Linked DNA regions of Callithrix jacchus: region 1 is linked to region 2. The links are chromatin contacts, called in public Hi-C maps. All regions are on one chromosome and are shown on one strand. The core of a region is the stretch at or near the end of the contact, and the rest is flanking DNA. Distances in the headings are between cores, read along the strand shown.

Evidence for each region. Hi-C and Micro-C count contacts between places; a contact is called where the count stands out from the background.
Region 1: a Hi-C map of induced pluripotent stem cells shows a contact between it and region 2, with 4 times the contacts expected there. The contact joins the promoter of ARHGEF18 here to the enhancer-like site in region 2. A contact is called at or near these places in 3 of 3 Hi-C or Micro-C datasets (induced pluripotent stem cells and skeletal muscle).

What each region holds. Positions count from the first base shown.
Region 1 is chr22:6,937,292-6,941,455 of calJac240_pri, forward strand. It overlaps ARHGEF18 (Rho/Rac guanine nucleotide exchange factor 18), which reads left to right and starts at 1,415. Exons shown (of 29, transcript XM_035287456.3): 1 at 1,415-1,639.
Region 2 is chr22:6,706,651-6,710,998 of calJac240_pri, forward strand. No RefSeq gene overlaps it. Among named protein-coding and RNA genes, the nearest start is that of INSR, 180 kb to the right of the region's middle. Within about 2 kb of position 3,016, at least 3 of the 16 cell types and tissues checked have an H3K27ac peak or open chromatin away from gene starts, as enhancers often do.

The DNA.
Region 1 (4,164 bases), core at 165-2,664, 230 kb after region 2:
TCTCACCACAGCCAATTTCAAGTGATGCCGCAGAACTATGAGTCAGAAGGAGACGTGCAGCGGCACACCATTCTACAGCAGTTCTCCAACAGATTCAGTAGACAAAAGCAACCTCCAAAGCATAGATTATGAGGCCAGGCATGGTGGCTCACGCCTGAAATTCCAGCCCTTTGGGAGGCCAAGGTGGGAGGATTGCTTGAGCCCATGAGTTCAAGACCAGCCTGGGCAACAGAGTAAGATCCCTGAGTCTCTACAAAACTAAAAACTAAAAAAAAATAAGATCTAAACTTAGGCTGGGCACAGTGGCTCATGCTTCTAATCCTAGCACTTTGGGAGGCCAGAGCAGGTGGATTGCTTGAGCCCAGGAGTTCAAGACCAGCCTAAGCGATATGGTGAGACCCTGTCTCTACTAAAAATACCCACATACACAAATAGCCAGGCATGGTGATGTGTGCCTCTGGTCCCAGCTACGCAGGAGGCTGAAGTGGGAGGATCACTTCAGCCCAGGGGATGGAGGTTGCAGTGAACCAAAATCATGCCACTGCCCTCCAGCCTGGATGACAGAGTGAGAGCCTGTCTGAACAGAAAAATTATACATGAAAAATTATATCTATGTATATATATATATAAATTATATATAAGTACATATAAAGCATATATATACATGAATTATCTATTTAAGAAACTTAGCTGTGCAGTTTTATATAGTTAAATATAAGTATATATATATATTATACATAAATTATCTATTAAGACTTAGCTGGCATGGTGGCATGTGCCTGTAATCCCAACTACCCAGGAGGCTGAAGCAGAAGGAACATTTGAGTCCAGGAGATTGAGGCTGTGGTGAGCTATGATTTCACCACTGCACTCCAGCCTGAGTGACAGAATGAGGCCCTATCTCTAAAAATAAAATAAACTTTTTTTTTGAAGAGCCAAATCTGAGCATTTCCTACCAACTCCACACTCAGTGGCATCACACTGTAGGTGAAATCAGCCACGCTGGGAGCATTTACACCAGGAGAATCGGCAGTGGTTGTTAAATGTTACCAGCACGCCAGGTTGTTCTGCCAGCTTCCCGGAGCCCACGAAACAGTGTAACCGTGAGTGTTTCCGAGTCTCAGTGCGCACCCACCCGGCTGGGCTTTGACTGGGTGCCTTTGTCTCTACAGATACACATGACTTGCATGTCCCCACATGGTGCTGTCTATACACCCATGTGCCTGGGTGAGGCCCCCACACCCTGTTCCTCTTCAGCAGTTGGTGCCACAGGAAGCTGCTGGGGTGGGGGTTGAGGACGCTGGGCCTCTCCCCAGCTCCCCACCCCTCCTCCCCAAGACACCTGCATGCACAGGGCTGAGGGGTGGGAGCAGGGCTCTCTGCCTCTAGAACCCCCATCCTCTGTGCTCTTCTCAGACCCCTGGATTGGCCAGCAGCTGCGAGCGGCGTAGCAGGCACGCAGGCAAGCCGTTGAGAAAGAGGAAGTCGGGTGCTGTTGGGTCACTCTGTGGTTATCCCAGGCTCTACCCAGCCAGCGGTTCCCTTGGGCCAGCTCAAAACCCTGGCCATAGGTCATGGGGACTGCAGGAGCTGGTAGCCAGGCTGAGTGCGTGCAGGTCGCAAAACCGAGCTCCATCTGGTGAGTACTTATCCTGGGAAGTGCAGAGAGATGGACCCATCAGGAGAGACTGGTTGGCAGTGGGGTCCAGGAAGTCTAGGGGGATAGCGAGCAGACAGACCATCGCTGTCTCTCTCTACCTTGCTGTCACCTTGCTTCCTGAGCGGGTGGGGGATGTTTTTGGCCCTCGCATTCATTGTGCAGAGATTTGTGGTCATAAGGGGTCACCCCAGAGGACTAGGGTCCATGAGGGCCTACTAGGTAAGAAAGGAGGATAGAGTCTGGGCACAGTGGCTCACACCTGTAATCCCAGCAGTTTGGGAGGCAAAGGCAGGCGGATCACTTGAGGTCAAGAGTTTGAGACCATCCTGGCCAACATGGTGAAACCCCATCTCTACTAAAAATACAAAAATTAGCCAGGCGTGGTGGCAGATGCCTGTAATCCCAGCTACTCGGGAGGCTGAGGCAGGAGAATCATTTGAACCTGGGAGGCGGAGGTTGTAGTGAGCTTCTCAGCCTCAAAAAAAAAAGAAAAATAAGAAGAAGAAAAGAAAAAACAAAGAAAGGAGGATGGAGCTCCTCGTAGCCAAGGCCCTCTGCATGGGGCCAGGAGACACAGAGTGAACAGAGAATGTGGGGGCTGCGGCAAAGTCTCGGGAGCCCTTGCACCTTGAACTACAGATTCTGGGACTCTCCCCCCACCACCCTGTCCATGGACCTCCTTGATGCAAATTCTGAATCTACTGTCAAAACAAACTCATACTTAAGGCTGATGGCTGAGAGCCAACTCTGAGACAGTTCTTGTCCTGATCTTCTGAGCATGACATCCAAGGAGCACGACCTTCCACCCAGGCAGTCCTCCTTCAGGCAGGGGCTCTTCTCCTTGGGAGACAACCCCTGGCTCCTCTCGTGGTCCCCTCTTAGGGAGCCCACACAACCACCTGCCTGGGACCGGGTGGGGTGGGGGAGGAAGGCTGTGGTTTGTGCTGGCCACACCCAGGTCTGTTGTTTCCTGCCAGCCCCCCATGCTGCAGGGCAGGCTTCAGGCACCCTGAGGCCTGGAAGGGGGCCTCAGAGCCAGGAGGGATCTAATCTAGAGTGGATGGCTGGGGCCTAAGAGGATGGAACTGGTGACACTGGAAGACGATACTCCAAGGCCAGGTCACCTGCTGTGCTGAGAAAAGAACTTGACAATGAAAGGAGGTCAAGGAAGGGTTGCCCCATAATCAGCCATGTTTAAACTCCCTTGCTGTGACTGGGAGGCCCCCTGGGAGGGCTTCCTGGTAGAGGCAAACTTCCTGGTAGAGTGCCATGAAGAACCAGTAGAATGCCAACTGCAAACCCCTCAGTGCTTCTGGTCTGGGCTGTCTCCCATGTCTCCCTGGGTGCCTGGCCATCCCCCAGCCCATGGCCAGGGATGGACATATGCTGATGCTCGATACTGTTGTAGATGACATGGTGACTGTGTTGGACAGCTGGGCATTCAAATCCCAGTTCCCTGGCCTCTGTGTGGCCTTGGGCAAGTGACTTAACTGCTCTGAGCTTTCGTTTGCTCATCTGTAAAAAGGCTGTTATGAGTTTGTGGTGTGTGTGTATGTGTGTGTGTGTGTGTGTGTGTGTGTGTGTGTGTGAGACAGAGTCTTGCTCTATCATCCAGGCTGGAATGCCGTGGTGCAATATCAGCTCACGGCAACCTCCGCCTCCCAGGTTTAAGCAATTCTCCTGCCTCAGCCACCCAAGTAGCTGAGATTATAAGTGCACCCCACCATGCCCAGCTAACTTTTGTATTTTTAGTAGAGATGAGGTTTCACCATATTGGCCAGGCTGATCTTGAACTCCTGACCTCAGGTGATCTACCTGCTTTGGCCCCCAAAGTGCTGGGATTACAGCCACGAGCCCCTTCACCCTGCCTGTTAGGAAGTTTTGTCTGTGAGATCTTAGCACAGTGTCTGGTATAGAATAGATCAGAAAATATTGTCAGCCTCCCCTATGCCTTCATACTCTGACCTTGTCCCCAAGCCTTCCTTCCTGATCAGATCAGTCCCCACCATCCTTTGAAATGTTCCGTGTCATACAAACACCCATGATGGACCTCAATCTCTAAGGACGTGTGCTAGAGTGGACCCCTTAAGGATCTTATCGACCCACTCCTGTATCACATTCTACTGCATTTTCTTTTCTTTTCTTTTTTTTTTTTTTTTTGAGTCAGAGTGAGACAGAGTTACCCAGGCTGGAGTGCAGTGGTGCAGTCTCGGCTCACTGCAATCTCCACCTCGTGGGTTCAAGCAATTCTCCTGCCTCAGCCTCCCGAGTAGCTGGGATGACAAGTGCATACCACTACACCCAGCTAATTTTTGTAGTTTTAGTAGAGACAGAGTTTCACCATGTTGTCCAGGCTGGTCTTGAACTCCTGACCTCAGGTGATCTGCCCGCCTTGGCCTCCTGAAGTACTGGGATTACCTGTGTAAACTGCCACACCCAGCCTGCTGTATTTTTAACTCTAGCATCTTTATCTCCTGTAGGGCTGTTGCTATTGTCTGTTTTGC
Region 2 (4,348 bases), core at 1,766-4,265:
GCCTCCCAAGTAGCTGGGATTACAGGCACGCACCACCACGCCCAGCTAATTTATATATTTTTAGTAGAGACGGGGTTTTACCATGTTGGTCAGGATGGTCTCCATCTCTTACCTCATGATCTACCCACCTTAACCTCCCAATGTGCTGGGATTACAGGCATGAGCCACCACACCTGGCCTCTCCTTGTCATTTCTATGTCCAATTCCCTCATTCCTATTGATGCTAAATCTCTTGCTGTTTGCAGGTCAGATCATTCAAGTTTCCTTTTTTTTTCCCCCCAGATGGAATCTTACTCTGCTTCCCAGGCTGGTGCACAATGATGCAATCTCTGCTCACTGCAACCTCTGCCCCCTGGGTTCAGATTCTCATGCCTCAGCCTCCTGAGTACCTGGGACTACAGGCACGTGCCAACATGGCCAGCTAATTTGTGTTTTTAGTAGAGATGAGGTTTCACCATGCTGGCCAGGCTGGTTTCAAATTCCTGACAACAGGTGATCTGCCCACCTTGGCCTACCAAAGTGTGGGGATCACAGGCATGAACCACTGTGCCTGGCCAAGTGAACTTTTCTATGAATTCCATGTTCATACTGTTTGCCCACTTTTCTTTTGGTTGGCTGACTTTTAAAAACATTAGTTTATAAGAATTCCTTAAATATCCTCCATCTGTATCCTTTGTTGATTACATGAATTGCAAATACCTGCTCCTGATCTACGGTTTCTCTTTAAACTTCGTTTTCGGCATGTTTGGTGGAAAAGAACTCTAAATACTTCGGCCAAATCAAATCTATCACCATTTTTCTTTTGACCTTATGCTTTTAATATTTTTTGCTTTTGAGACAGACTCTCACTTTGTTGCCCAGGCAGGAGTGCAGTGGCTCAATCACAACTCACTGCAGCCTCAAATTCGTGGCCCCCAGTGATCCTCTCTCCTTAGCCTCCTGAGTAGCCAGGGCTACAGGCATGCAGCCGACCAACCAGCTAATTTTGTATACATATATAGGGAGAGATAGGGTCTTGTTATGTTACCCTGGCTGGTCTGGAAGTCCTGGGCTCAAGCAATCCTCCTGTTTTAGCCTCCCAAAGTGCTGGGATTACAGGTGTGAACCACCACACCCATCCACTTTCAGTACTCTATTTAAGAAATTACTTTCTATGTACTACGGAATGAATGTGTTCCTTCAAAATTTGTATGTTGAAATCCTAGCCTCTAATGTAATGGTGTTAGGAGGTGAGGCCCTTGGGAGGTCATTAGCTCCGTAGGGTGGAGCTCTCATGATGGATCAGCACCTCTATAAGAAGAGATGCAGAGCCAGGTCCTTTGCTCTCAGGCCCCTCTGCTTCATTCTCTGGACAGGAGAGTCCTACGTGCTTGTGGGGCCACCTCGGCCTCTCCTCTGGGGTCCTAGTCTTGGGCTTGAAGTCTCTCTGGGGGTCTTCACAGTGCTTGGCCTCAGGAGGGAGGTTCAGTGACTTGGGTTTCACTTCGTACCTGCTGGGGCTGCAGCTGGCCTTGCTGGGCATGCAGGCCTCTGCAGAGTCCCCGGCTCAGGCCCATGCTCGGGGCTGGCCTCACTGGTGCTGGTGATGCTGGTCATGCTCAGGCTCCTCTCGATCTTGGCCATGATAGGGTCAATGTCCTCCTCCTGGTCCTCCAGGTCCCCGTCCCCATGCCTCAGGTGGTATGGGGAGGGGCCGGTGTTCCCGTTGGCCTCTATGGGGTAGTAGCCCTGGTAACCCTCTTTGCTGGGATAGTAGTGGCCATCTTCTTCCTGGTCGTGGGCCTCCAGGACAGAGGGCTCGTCCTCCAGGATGGGCAGGTGGCCGTCTGGGTAGTCCTGGCTGCCCTCAGCACAGTGGCTATAGGGGTGCAGGCCCACCAAGTCCAGCCACTCCTCTCCTGTCCCGGAGTAAGACTCTCCTGTCCTAGAGAAGGTAGCAGAGGGGCCCAAGAGCAAGGGACCTCCTGGTACAGCCCCTGCAGATGCTGAAGCAAGGCGGTGGGAGGGGCTGGGTGCCTTGCAGTTGTGATGATGGCTGAGCTCTTCACTGGTCGGTCTAGTTAGGAGGAATGCAGTGTGGATGCTCCTGGCACGTGTCAGTGTCGACGGGGTGCATGCCGTGGGCCAGGTACTCCTCCCCATTGCAGTCCCTGCTCTCCAGGTAGCTGTCGTCCTCCGGGCAGTAGCAGATGTTGTAGGTCATGCCCTCCTCCTCCTTGGGGAGGCCCTTGTCGTAGTCCTCCTCCTCGGAGGTGTTCACGTAGTTGGAGTCCCCATCAGGGCTGTGGTTGTGGCACTCCCACTGCTTGGGCTGTGGGAGAACGTGGTGGGAGGTGCCGCGGGGAATGGAGTGGCCTCGTGCATGGCCAGGCTTTGTGAGGTTCTGACTCTGCCCTTCCCAATGTTCCTCCCACACTGGCTGCCTCCTCCAGGAGATGATGGCTCCCTGAGCGCCTGCCATGGCCCACCGAAAGTGTGAGAGCGCGAGGAAGGGGCATGAAGGCAAACTGGGTCCCCAGAAAGATAATGTCCTGTAAGAAAACGAAGGCATGAGAGCCCCAAGATGACCATAATCCCTTGGGCAAGGGACTCTCTGGCCAGAGGGCAGCCAGTTCCAGGCCCTCGGGCACATAGTCCTCTACGGGCAGCTCCTCGTCTTCGCTCCTGGCCGTGGGGAACAGGGCCCAGCCTCACTCCGTGGTCCAACATGCCGCTCCTGGCGCTCTCACACTTTCGGTGGGCCATGGCAGGCGCTCAGGCAGCCATCATCTCCTGGAGGAGGCAGCCAGTGTGGGAGGAACATTGGGAAGGACAGAGTCAGAACCTCACAAAGCCTGGCCATGCACGAGGCCACTCCATTCCCCGCGGCACCTCCCACCACGTTCTCCCACAGCAACGGCAAATGACAGCTCCTCAGCGAGGCCGCGCGGAGCCGCACAAACCTTCTGCGGCGGAGTCGGAGTCGCGGCAGGCGCGTCCCGGAAGCGGCGCACGACAAGCGCGCAGGGCCGCGTCTACCGGGCGCACGCGCACTGACCTGAGCCTGCGGGACACGCGCCCCCAGCCGCTCGCTTCGCCTCACCCTCTCCTGGGTCGCCGAGGCGACATAGCGCGGCGGGAAGAGATGGAATACGAAGATGCCTCGGAGCCGGGCGTGCACGAGGCCCTGGTCCCTGGACCCCGGCCCCCGGCCCCCGGCCCCCGGCGCTGGGACAGTGGGCAGGGCGGGCGCGCCCGGAGCTCAGACGCTGGAAGGCGTGGCGCCCTCAAACCTGGGCCCTGGGAAGCACCCAGATTCCGAAGGCACGGCCTGGCCCTGCTGGCTGGGTAGCTGCAGGGGTCTAGTCCGGTTAGTAGAGCCGGTGAACACGAGGCTCCCACCGTGCCACGGCCGCCGCACTACGCCCTGCTCACCTGACCTCCACCACCACCGCAGCTGTAAGAGGCTACCCTAGACCAACGAACCCTCGGGGCTCCTCAGAAAACCCCATCCGTCAGGAGAGGCTCCCTGCTGCCTCCCCACCGCAGCTACCCTAGGCCCGTGCAAGGCTCCAAGTGTTCCCTACCAGTCCCCTCTAAGCACCCCGGCACCCTATTTCCCATACCTGTGCTGCTTTAGCCCCCAACCCTAGGGCCTCACTCCAAGCCATTCTCTCCTTGCTGTCCCGAATGGAGAGGACCCTGACCTCCGCGGGGCGCAGGGGAGCACACACTCACACACATCCCCAGGGGAGCCAGTCTTCTGCTCCACAGCGCGAGAAATTCCCTGAAGGCCCTGGAAGGTGATGCTGGAGACTCCGGTGTCACCTTCGGCCCTCTGGCCCTTTCCTCGAGTCCTAGGCAGATGTGGTAAGCCGTGGGAGACGCACAGGGTGCCTTGTCTGGGCAGAGCGGGGGCTCAGGTGCCTCCCTCCCTGAGTGATTTGCCTTCTTCTCTTCTTGTGGCTGGATTAGGTGAAGCTGCGTCTGAAGTTGGGGGTAAAGGACAGGGGACCTAGTGGGTGAGAAGAGCCCATCTTCCTGCTGTCCTGAGGGCCCGAGCTGAGACCCTGAGAAGAAGGGGCTGGGGGAAGCCGAATCCTGAGCTGCACTAGGGTTAGATACAGTGTGGACTTGGCCTCTCCACACTCTGCCCCCACCAAAGTTACAAATCCCCAGGGCCAGAGCTGCCAGTGGGGGTTGCTCCTGGTAGGGCAGCTTTGTAGCCACAGGGCCAAACAAAGAGGCAAAGGCAGAGCTGGGGCAGGCCAGTGAGGTTCGTGACCCCCTCCCCGCTCAGGTGAGCATATTTTTTAACTTTAGTGGAGACGGGGTTTCTCCACGCTGTTTATGCTGGTCTCAAACTCCC